Regions from separate parts of the Hordeum vulgare genome. Here regions 2 and 3 are each linked to region 1. A link is a contact called in public Hi-C data. All regions are on one chromosome and are shown on one strand. The core of a region is the stretch at or near the end of the contact, and the rest is flanking DNA. Distances in the headings are between cores, read along the strand shown. Region 1 has its middle 180 kb from the start of LOC123401281. Region 2 holds the start of LOC123401281 (two-component response regulator ORR24-like). Region 3 has its middle 120 kb from the start of LOC123403356.

Evidence for each region. A called contact is a pair of places that touch in the nucleus more often than the background predicts.
Region 2: a contact with region 1 is called in a Hi-C map of leaf, with 4 times the contacts expected there. The contact joins the promoter of LOC123401281 here to the enhancer-like site in region 1. A contact is called at or near these places in 3 of 6 Hi-C or Micro-C datasets (leaf and seedling) and 1 of 1 datasets of contacts at active chromatin or transcription factors (embryo).
Region 3: a contact with region 1 is called in a Hi-C map of seedling, with 2.5 times the contacts expected there. The contact joins two enhancer-like sites. A contact is called at or near these places in 2 of 6 Hi-C or Micro-C datasets (leaf and seedling).

Annotation. Positions count from the first base shown.
Region 1 is chr6H:112,190,548-112,194,564 of MorexV3_pseudomolecules_assembly, forward strand. No RefSeq gene overlaps it. Among protein-coding and RNA genes, the nearest start is that of LOC123401281, 180 kb to the right of the region's middle. Within about 2 kb of position 1,789, at least 3 of the 3 cell types and tissues checked have open chromatin away from gene starts, as enhancers often do. A contact at or near this core is called in leaf and seedling, where this site is marked.
Region 2 is chr6H:112,367,860-112,371,876 of MorexV3_pseudomolecules_assembly, forward strand. It overlaps LOC123401281 (two-component response regulator ORR24-like), which reads left to right and starts at 1,746. Exons shown (of 6, transcript XM_045095053.1): 1 at 1,746-2,106; 2 at 2,811-2,963; 3 at 3,614-3,994. The coding sequence starts at 1,965.
Region 3 is chr6H:112,039,542-112,043,558 of MorexV3_pseudomolecules_assembly, forward strand. No RefSeq gene overlaps it. Among protein-coding and RNA genes, the nearest start is that of LOC123403356, 120 kb to the left of the region's middle. Within about 2 kb of position 2,275, at least 3 of the 3 cell types and tissues checked have open chromatin away from gene starts, as enhancers often do. A contact at or near this core is called in leaf and seedling, where this site is marked.

The sequences.
Region 1 (4,017 bases), core at 539-3,038:
GGAGTTCCTGCGGCAGATCGAGTTGCTAACGGAGCGTTCACTCCGAAGTCGTGGTCAACCGCCCTCGCTGCCATGGGCCATCATGAAGGATGATGTACACTCCCTGCATTCTACCGTGTCAAGCCGGTGTCGCTCCTGCATTCAACTGTGATGTCTAAATTGGACGTTGCGTGAAGGAGGAGTCATCCTCGTCTCCATAAAGTTGGTACACCCATATTGACGGGCCGGTGTCACCACAACGCCACAATTAGCATGGCAAGGTCTTCAAGGAGGAGGTGTCACCGATGACCGCAAAGGTACGCGGGCTCATCCTCCACTACCTTGATGCCCATGGAGGCTCCTCGTCGTTGGGGGGCATTGTGTCGACCGAGGACACGGCGATGCAACATGAATTGCGCAACATGGCGCATCGCTCCACATGTGACATGTCGGACATGGCGTCGACCAGGGTCTGCGGTGACCCTGGACTAGTGGCAGCCTAGGCCCTCGACTGGTGAGTCATTACATGGGAGACTCGCAAGGCGTCGCCGCCATCCTATAGGGAGCTCGCCAACATCAATGATGAGTGATCGCTAAGTGACATATCCACCACCATCTGCAAGGGCAAGGCCGCCGCCAGGGCACCACGGTTGGGGTCAACATTAGCATAGAGTTGCTCCTCCGCAAGCACTAGGTGGTGACCGGGCAAGATTATTGCGCCCATGCCTCCTTCCTCCGCTGAAAGGACTGCTCCTCTGACAATGAAGTGGTGCGACCGGTTAGGGCGGCCACGCATAGAAGTATCCCTCCGCTACAAGATAGACCGCTATCCATTAAAAATTTCTAGTTAAACGGACAAAATATTGTTTGTTTTACATAAATCATGTCCGAACCTCAACGAATCCCGTCGTGTTTGATGGTCAGCTCCTGCATCACTGTTCACGTACTCATCCAGTTTAGTCCACAAACGAGTAACGTTGTATTTCGGAATCAGTGCTGGAGATGCCCTAAAGTGTCCAATAATACATGGATGAACCCGAATACACATGAACCCACTTTTAAAAACATGCTTTTAAATGGACAAAAATTATGAGAAAAAATACACGTGCATATCTCCACGTTCTACATGTGTACAGATAGTTTCACACAAAACCATGTTTTTATTTGGCCTATGCAAAAAAAAGGCAACAAGAAAAAATCACTTTGAATCACTTAAATTTGTCAATTTCGAGGAGCCACAATAAAAGGATAATTTTCCATAAAGCTTTGTGCCCCGCAGATATTTTACAAACATGTATGCATGAAAATTTGTTTCCATTTTTCTAGAAGCACTGAAAATGTATTAAAAAAGCGGGTTACCCTGGTTTATGACGCGCCTTCTCGTATACGCACCGTTCAGTTTGAAGGAAACAAAAACATAGGATTTAAGAATAATACATGAAATTGATAGGATGGCACTAAGTAATTGTCTTGCCTTGTTCCTACGCAAAAGATAAACTTTGAGTGGATGTGTAAATTCCATTAAAAACACAGAAAATGAATAGTATTCTCATAAAGTTTTCATATGTGTTTCCTATAAACCAAATTAGAGAATTTTTCCTCTCGGACCCTTGTTCCTATGTTTCTTTCTATAAAAATCCTCCAAAACGAATGAGGCCAAAGTGTCTATCTTTCATATTTCACTCAATTTGCAAAGTAGAAGCTTCGTGCCGTGAAGGCGTACAAGTAGCATCAGCGAACTACGGAGCCAATGGATGGTGGAAACGTGGGGCGCTGGTCTGTGGGGGCTGAACGGGCCAAATGGACGGCACAGGGGCGGCCCCACATGTCGAAGTACACACGGTATGAGTGCGGAATCTTCCCAGGGCTCGCCGGAATCCCTACCCACCCAGCCGCGGCTGTCGCCATTGGAGAAAAGCTTCTTCATGGGGCGGCGACCCCACCAAGCTCTCGCACACCTGCAATCTCCATCTCCCACAGCATGGAGACCGAGCTGAGTACTCAAAAACCTTGAACTTATTTCTTGTACGTTGTTGTTGTGACTTGTGAGTAGTGCCAGTAACCACTTTCAATTTATTGTTTATTCATTTCCAGCATATTTCACATAATCTGGCTCTTGTAGCACAAAACACTCACATATCAAACTTTTTTCTAAAAGAAAAGAAAAGAAGGGAATTTTTTTTTTTTGAACTCCGTCTATGTTGTCTCAACATAGTCGGTCCTAAGCTCGGGTAAAGGAGGAGGGTTGTGATAGGCTTGGCGAGCCAACGTCAAAACTCAGTCACTCTTATGGAGATGAAACCCAAAAGATTTTCATTGGGGCGTAACCCTCTCAACGACGCGCCACATCGAAACCCGGGTGTGTGGAAAATGGGCAAGGGTCGGGCCGTCACTCGTAGGTGACGCGCCGTATTATGATCTGGATACGGTCGCAAGTGAGCAAGGATTGGGTCGTCGCATCCTTAGTGGCGCGCTACATCGGCGCCCGGGTGTAGTGGAAAATGAGCAAGGGTCTTCGCATTTGACTCGACGAGTGCGAAGGGTAAGGAAGCTACCCGAGCCTAGGAGGATTCGCTTAGGTAGCTGGAGTAGGGTCTCTGACCGGCGAGCTTCGGGAGGTAGTTGATACAGCGGTGAGGAGAGGCGTTGATATCCTTTGCGTCCAAGAGGCCAAATGGAGGGGATAGAGGGCGAGGGAGGTGGAGGGTACCGGCTTCAAGCTTTGGTACACGGGACGGTTGCAAACAGAAACGGAGTAGGCATCTTCATCAGCAAGAGCCTCAAGTATGGAGTGATAGACGTCAAGAGATGTGGGGACCGAATTATCGTGGTCAAGCTCGTAGTTGAGGACTTAGTTCTCAATGTTATCAATGTGTATGCCCCGCAAGTCGGCCACAATGAGAACACCAAGAGGGAGTTCTGGGAAGGCTTTGAGGACATGGTTAAGAGTGTAACGATTGGTGAGAGTCTTTTCATAGGAGGGGACCTCAATGGCCACGTGGGCACATCTAACACAAGTTTTGAAGGGGTGCATGAAGGATTTGGCTATGGCATCAGGAATCAAGAAGGAGAAGACGTCTTAAGATTTGTGCTAGCATACAACATGATCATAGCTAACACCCTCTTTAAGAAGAGAGAATCACATCTAGTGACTTACAATAGTGAGCAACACTCTAGCCAGATTGATTTCATCCTCTCGAGAAGAGAAGATGGTCGTGCATGTCTAGTCTGTAAAGTGATACCTCGAGAGAGTGTTGTCCCTCAGCATAAGCTTGTGGTTGTTGGTTTCCGCTTTCGGATTCATGTCCAGCGGGACAAGCGTGCCAAAGTCGCTAGAACGAAGTGATGGAAGCTCAAGGAGGAGGTAGCTCAGGCTTTTAAGAAGAGGGTTATTAAGGAGGGCCCTTGGGAGGAAGGATGTGATGTAGAGAACATGTGGATGAAGATGGCGACTTGTATTCGTAAGGTGGCCTCATAGGAGTTTGGAGTGTCCAGGGGAAGTAGAAGAGAAGCTAAAGATACCTAGTGGTGGAACGATGATGTCGAGAAAGCAATTAAGGAGAAGAAAGATTGTTTCAGACGCCTATATCTGGATAGGAGTGTAGACAACATAGAAAATTACAAGATGGCAAAGAAGGCCGCGAAGCGAGCCGTGAGTGAAGCAAGGGGACGGACGTATGAGGACCTCTACGAACGGTTAGACACGAAGGAAGGCAAAAGGGACATCTATAAGATGGCCAAGATCCGAGGGAGGAAGACGAGGGATGTTGACCAAATCAAGTGCATCAAGGACGGAGCAGAGCAACTCGTGGTGAAGAACGAGGAGATTAAGTATAGATGTCGGGAGTACTTTGAGAAGTTGTTCAATGGGGAGAGTGAGAGCTCTACCATTGATCTGGACGACTCCTTTGATGATACTAGCATGCGTTTTGTGCGGCGAATCCAGGACTCGGAGGTCAAGGAGGCTTTAAAAAGGATGAAAAGAGGCAAGGCGATGGTCCCTGATTGTATCCCCATTGACGTGTGGAGAGGCCTCGG
Region 2 (4,017 bases), core at 496-2,995, 180 kb after region 1:
CATTAGCCTCCCTTGCACGCTCCGTCGACCCTAATTCCTTATCCGTCCCAACATCATACACCTCCTCGAGCCGACCTCGTGACGGATATGAGTTGTTCCAGTGCAAGAGTATGGCTACTTGTCGGATGCCCGCCTCTCTATACGCTCTCAGATCCACCATGTGACCGCCTCTATCGAGCTAGGCTGGGTGCAGGACCATTGCAAGCAACGCGGAGCTTGTTTACCTCATTGTCCCGTCATCGTCTTCCTCGTGTCTTCGACAACCAGTGGTTGAAATAACTCTGTCTTGTGATTGCCCGAGCATGCTCCCTCCACATGAAAAAGACGATAGTCTGCCTGCTCGTCATCGTGTCAACCCTCTGGCCAATGGGAGCTCAAGCCGAGCAGCGCAGCGGCACATGCACCGGGTTCCCGTGAGAGGGCCAAGCATCCGCCCAATCCAACGATCCCTATGGCTCCGATATTTGCCTGTCGGTGCGGCGCTCATGATCACCTTAATTGATCGATAGCGAGAGGAATACCAGGGGCGGTATACCGGGGCTGAAAACGATGGGACGATCAATGTTTCGAATCCGGTGCAATCCGGGTGTACTTGAAAGAAACGGTGTAAAGAATGTCGTCCAAAAACGACAAACCAATCGCATAACTAAAGATAAACTGTTTCCTTTATAGGAGTAAATTTTACGAGGGTTTTGGGCTGGAAAATGACAATCCAATGGATTTGCAAAGTGCAGCTTGCACTAAATCAAACTTGTGTGGCTATCTTTTGTAAGATACTTTGTTCTCACCCTTTGCCGAGACTTTATTCATTTAAAGCCAGACGTTTCTCGTGCCTTCTTCCTTGTAAAACGAAGATAACCCTAATAAAATGCTGGCAAACAAAAAGGATAACCTACATGAAATGATCAAACATATTGAAATTATAGAGCCGTTGAGTAAGAAATCATTTTCTTTGATTAGAATAGCAAAAATACTTTACATAAGGAAGGGAGAGAGAGAGTATAGATCTGTGAATCTGCGATCCTGTCCTGGCGTGCTGATTGGATCAAAGAAATGCAAACAAGCAAGGATATAATAGAGATGTGGATGTAGTAATGGCTAAGCTGTCGTGCATCACTAATCTTATCATGTGCGTAGTTTAATCAGCCCCGCATAGAGCCGCAACGCTCGCCGTGCCCCCGGCCAGCTCGACCCACATCGGCATCAAGCCATCATCAGGCAAAAATTAGTATTTATTTTCAAGGAAAAAAGAAGCCTCTGAAACATTAGTTAATCAAAAAAGAGATCAACGCCAAAACCATCGCTGTCCCTGCCCCCCCTCAAGCAGTCGCTGGGCCGGTGGCGCCACCGTTCATTCCGTCGCGGCGATCGATCGCCCAACGCACGCACGCACGCGATTCACGGAGCATGCCAAACTTCACAGCACAGGGCGTCGGATATGGCAAGCCCGAAAGGCGACCGCGGGAGCCGGCCGCACGGGCGCGCCGCGCACGCAGCCGACCGAGCGAGCCAGGGGGGGGGGGGGGGGGGGGGGAATGCGGCCCGGTGGTGCGAATAAATGGCATGGCCGCATGAATGAGGGGGAGGCGTAAAAAGGAAACGAGGGGGGAGGGGGGAGAAAAGGTTACCATCTTTGCACTGCATGAATTCCTTCCTTCCTTCCCATTGATCGATTGATCCATCGACCCCCATTCGCCCCCCACCCCCACCCCACACCCTCCCTCTTATTATTGCGTCCACGCTCGCGTCTTCTCTCTCTCTCTCTCTCTCTCTGCTCCCCGCCTCCCCTCTCCCCTGCTTTGACCCTGCTGGTTTGCTGGCTGGCTGGCTGGCTTTATCTGCCCGGCTCGCCTTTCCCCGCCGCCTGGATTTGTAGGATCCAGGGACGCCGTTCGCCGGGGCATTAGGTGATCCGGCTGGGCTGTGTTGGGCTCGCGGCGGAGGAGGGGAAGGACCGAAGGAAGATGACCGTGGAGGGGAGGGTCGGCGGGGGGGACGGCGGCGGCAAGGACAAGTTCCCGGTGGGCATGCGCGTGCTCGCCGTCGACGACGACCCCACCTGCCTCAAGGTCCTCGAGAACCTCCTGCGCCGCTGCGACTACCATGGTACGGGAATTGCCGCCGCCAACATGCCTCCCCTCCCCTCCCCTCCCTCCAGCGTTTAGTCTAGGACTAGTATGAGGAGACGAGGAATCTGTTCCGCTCTCCAAGTCTCAAGTACTACAGACCTCGTCCGGCTCCGACCGTGCTGTTCTAGCACCACAGTGTATTTTTCCCCTAGATTTAATCGCTTGTTTGCTTGATTGATGCGCGTGCCATTCGCGAGATTTGCCGTCCTAGTTTTGCATTTACACCGCTGGTTTTGTGCGATTTACGCTCTCTAGTATTTCTCACTTGGCATGTCGGTCTATTTTCCGGAGGGCGCTGTGTAATGTCAATTTATGATTGGATTTTTTGTCATTATTGTGTTTTGCCGATCTCTCTCTCGTGTTCCTTCTTTTTCGCGTGCCACTTTATTGGGAAGGAACCTTGTTTTGGAATCTGCGTTTTCCCGTCCAAACACCTATGCAAGATTGGACAATCTCCCATGCACGTCTCTTCTGGTGGCTTTAGTTTTAGATTTCCACGGTGCTCATGTATTTTAGATGGAATTTTTTCTTGGATTTTCTTTAACCCCTTTCATTTCATCTTGTGCCGTCCTCTTCTTCCTCGCGTTGGCGATTCTTTCCGAACCTAGATTTATGTGTGTGCAATGTGTTGTTATGGTGGTTTGCTAATGTGTTTGAGTTCGATCTGCTGTGATGTTGCAGTTACCACCACTGGGCAGGCAGCCACCGCCCTCAGGATGCTCAGGGAGAACAAGGACCAGTTTGACCTCGTGATCAGCGATGTCCACATGCCGGACATGGATGGTTTCAAGCTCCTCGAGCTTGTCGGTCTGGAGATGGACCTCCCAGTCATTAGTAAGGCTAACCCGCTTAATCCTCTGCTGCCCTTTGTAGCCCATGCTCTAAAAAACGGCACTGCTGGGAAATGATTGTCTTGTGAATCTACTTGTTTCATTTCATCTCATTTGGTGCTCCAGAACTTTGGAGATGAATTATGTCTGCTAACCTACAAACATTGCAGAAAGAAATAGCAAGATTCGCTAGGGAAGATGAAAAATCTTCCTTCATTTGTGTGGTACTGCTACTATATGTTTCCATAGCTTAGTGCATGGGTCAGGGAACCAATGAGAGATTCCCAGCTCCAATATGTCGCAGATAGTTCTTCGGTGTGCTACTGCTAGTTTTGTTAGACATGTTCATTACCGTGGTCATATTGCATAATTGATTACCTGCTCTACCACTCATTGCATCAACTGAACACGGTTACTGTATCCTGTTATTGCGCTACAAGTGTAACAACTGGAGAAGAAATGAGAAAGGACAAATGGCTTGCTCCTATAATCAATGGCTATTAATTTTGCCTAAAAGATCAATTGTTTCCTAGTTGGTGTTTCATATGCATTAATGTCTGATCATATGAACAAAGTGTGAATAATGTCAAGGCAGTGGCATTTTAAAATTTTGTCGTTTGTTCTGGAACTGATCAATGACTATCTATCATGCAGTGTTGTCTGCAAATGGGGAGACACAGACAGTCATGAAGGGCATAACTCATGGAGCATGTGACTACCTGCTAAAGCCGGTGCGTCTTGAGCAGCTGAAGACAATATGGCAACATGTGATTAGGCGGAATACCAAGAACCGTGGTAGTGACAACGATGATGCCAGTCAGAAGGGGCCGAATGCTGAAGGTGAGAATGGTGGCGCTAACCGCAACAAGAGGCAGTCACGGAGGGATAGAGATGAGAATGGAGATGATGGTGACGATTCTGATGAGAACAGTAATGACAACGGCGACTCGTCATCCCAGAAGAAGCCAAGGGTTGTGTGGTCTGTGGAGCTGCACCGGAAGTTTGTAGCTGCTGTCAACCAGCTTGGCATTGACAGTAAGAACTCACTTCATGTCATT
Region 3 (4,017 bases), core at 1,025-3,524, 150 kb before region 1:
TAGACTGCGGGTTAATTACCTGAAACTGCGAGGGCTTTTCTGCAAAATGACCGACGACGGACGCCAGAAGCGCTGCGCGCTTTATTATTAGGGGAGATTTTTCGCACGCTTTATCAGCTTTTTCGAGAGTGCGACGTTTCGGTGGCCTGTCTAATCTGCACTCGGCCAGATTTGTTTTCAATACAAATACCAAAAAATCAAAAAAAATCTATTTTTCCCATAGTAGATAAGTTCTTTCATGAGGTCCGCTCTAATTTTTAGATCATTTGGACATGTGAGCAGCTCTCCGCAAAAATAAGACAAATCGAGTAAAAACGATGAATGAACAGTAAACTTTTTAGAAATCCTGAATTTATCCTTTTTGCTGAGAGCTGCTCAGATGTTTAAATGATTCAAAAATTTCAGCATACCCCACACATCAAATTATCTACCATGTAAAAAAATGGAATTGTTTGAATATTTTTAGTATTTATTTTCATTTTGTTATTCATCATGGGTGCAGATGAGCTTGGGCTCGGAAATGGATTTTAGCTATTTAGATATATTTTTTTCCTGTTTTACTCTCGTCTTTCTTAGTTTTTGGACGATTTTTTTAACAAAACACGAGAAAAATCATTTTTTTTCCTTTCCGCGAGAGGCACTCGGAAACAAAAAAACGTATTTTCTATTTTTTGCGCTCTCAAAAACAGAAAAAGGGTTTTTTTTCTTCGCAAGAGGCTCGGCTGTGCCTTTAAAAAAACATGGGTTTTTCCTTTCACGAGAGACATGGTTCTTTCATCCTTTTTTTTATGGAAAAAAAGTTCGTCAAAATCTATCATCGTTGGATCAAATTTTAAAGATCTCGAAATCTAACAAGGAGCCTGTTGGCCTTCGCAATCTTGCAACCAGTCCACTCCGGAGGTGCCAGGTAGTACTACGTGGAAAGGGTAATTTGATAGTACCAGGACAGAAAAAAAAAGCGTGCATGAGCCGCGTGCCTTCACAAACTAGCAAACGCTGCCCTCGCCAGAACGCAGCAGTAAAACCGTACAGCAACAAACTGTATTCGAACAGAATCCTTTGACAAAAGGAGGGTCACGGATGATATAGAAAAACCGAAAAGACGGAACCACCAGTTACAAGAAAGATGCTGATTCCAAGCTGGGAATGCCGCCACGGCAAAGCCGGCCCCGGGCTGAGCTGAGCAGTCGCCACTCGCCAACGCGCGAGCGCCAAGGCTGCAAAGCGTACGCTCGCTCCCTTTTTTCGGCAAAGCAACGGCACCTCTTTCCGTGCTCCTTTTCCAGGCGCCCCCCAACCAACCGCGGCGTCCATCCCTCCGCCGGCCGGCCGGCCGGAAAAGCCCTCGCGCCTACCGATCCTGCCAAAGGAATTGCCAATTGTCAAAGACTCGGGGTAAAGCTGGTGTGGAAAGGATGGAAAAGGAGGCGCGGTAAACTAAACTAAACTAAACGCGAGACCAGACTCCGGACTAGACTAATCGGGGCGGAGGAAGAACGGGAGGCCGGTCCTCGTTTGGCTATGGTAAAAAAGAGCATCCGGGAGTGTGCTTCGCGTGGTGTTGTTTTTTACCGGACCTGCCCGGTTATAAAAATCCGGCTAGCTTTTGTGGCATGTGCGTGTGCTTTTCTGGGTCGAGGTGGAGTTGCACTCGGCAGTGACGCTTTCTCTGTATTTTTTGCTGATTTTATCGTGGACGGATGGTGCTCCCTCGAGTGACTGCGGTGAGAGACAGAGATGGATGGCTGTTGTGTGTCTCTGCTACTAGTACTCCCGGGAACGAATTGGCTTGGAATAGTACTACCACCTGGACTGATAGTTCATAGCTGAGCCGGAGCTGGTCTGATCCGGCATGGACAGAAAACTCAAAAAAGAATCGCAATAAAATGATTGAATTTCCAGGTGCTTGCCTATTTTCGTGCCAATATGACTTTCGAAGGGTCTCATTCAAAAAAAAAAAAAAATCGCTGTCGAAAAAGAGAGTTCGTCAGCGACTTTGACCATCTGCCCTCTTCTCTCTAGTCTCTACACATTGACAGTTCGAATGCATGTGTATCATGTGGAGCAGATGCAACTGGGTGGTTCTCACGATCCACTCTCTGAAGGCTGAAGCTGAACGCGTATGGAAGGAAAGCACAAAAACGGGGCTGAAAACTACTACTCCAGAGGTGGTGTCATGGCCATGCAGTCGCCACCTTCAGCTTCAGCGTAGTGCTCCAACTCCGACGTGGCACGGAGATGCGTGCTCTGTAGCTTGGGATTTGCGTGTGGGGCCCACGAGACTGATGATTGCTGCCGTGGGAAATGGAGATGCAGCGGCTTCTGTGGAGGTTTCAGCGTAGTGCTCCAACTCGTGCTGAGAAAGAGGCCAAAAATCATCATTGCTTCTGGGAAAGGAGCAAGCCGCCAACTTTACCGTGACTACACGTTTAATGGCTACCTCGAGTTTTTTTTTTTCGTCTTCCCTGTATAGTACTTTTTTTTTTTGCATCGATCTTTCCTGTAAACGAGGAGCTTGTATTGACCAGGTACTAGGAATGCCCAGTCCATTTTTAACTATTTCAGTATATAGGTCCTAATGCTTTTCAGAGATTGCCTTTGATCATTGATTTTATTTAAAAGTAATCCTTAGAGAAAATTATATGGGATCCATTCATATGAATTAAACAACCAACAATGGAAAAACTCCGGAGGATTCTAATCCTTCAAAATTCCTATGGAAACCGTTTAAATTAAAGGAGCCCCAAAAAAAATGAGTATAAAAATATATATCACATACATATTTGATGGTATACTTTTTATAACATGGATGTCATATTTTTTAGAAACATTGATAAAAACGTAGAAAAATAAATAATTGTTTTTGAAACAAAAAATATATATTAGAACCCAGATGTTTGGATCCAGAGTACCACCTTTTAGTTTGAACCGCAGGATGCGGATGAACATGGCAACGGAAACCCACAAGTCGTTTACCCGACGGGGTTCTATCCGGATAGGGTAAGATTTTGATAGAAATATTTACATCCGGGTATGTAGAGGATACGAGTAAAGGCAAACGTGCACATTTGCGCCGTTTAGAACGAGTGAGCTGCAGAAGAAAATTTTGATATCGAACACCCACAAAACCCTTTTATATCAAAAAATGTCCTTTTGGTTAGAAGATCCCCGTGAAGAGGTAAAAGGGGATCCCGAGTTTCATTAACTATATGGGGAATAGAATGGCAAGGGAAAAAATAGAACATCTCGTATGAAAGAGAATAATGACAACAATAGTTTCTTTTGTTTTTTGAAACTATCGTTTCCCTTCGGATGAAAAGGAAGAAAAAATGAAACTGTAGAAACAATATGTTCATCATTATTTTGGTGATCTAAACAATATCACAAGTGTTTTCTCATTTCACTAATATGTTCACAACAAAGAGCATATATCTAGTGAAGAAAAAAAACACTTAGGAAAGAGGTTGATCGAGAGGATATTTCTTTTTTCAAGAATACGCCTAGACATATCATAGCTTTATAAGAGACAGAAATTTAAGTACAAGAAAGCTACCACTCGTTGCAAACAATGAGTGTAGCAAGAACACTACTCCCGCGTAAGTCCAAGGACAACCACCAATGACCCAACAAAACTACAAACTAAAGGGTCTCCCTAACTCAAAACAACATCGTGTCTCGGCCAAAGCCTAGCACCTCCCAAGAACACCAGCTCCCACGGGCCTTCGCTCGTCGACTCACCATCCATCGTATATGTCGAAGGGAATATGGCAAGTGGATGGCAAGACTTGTACAAAACCGAGGAAGACACCGTCTTAGAGACACCGGGAATGGGCGTACATAGCGGCGCCGGGTACCAAGATAAGAACACGACGAATACCGGAGTAGAGCAACGAGGAACCAAGCCATGTCTCCAAACACGATACTCACAACAGAGGAGCGACATCGAGGATGCCGCCATCATGCTGATCTAGAGCTGAATCAAGGCTTTCACCCAAAGACAACACCAACTCCAAAATG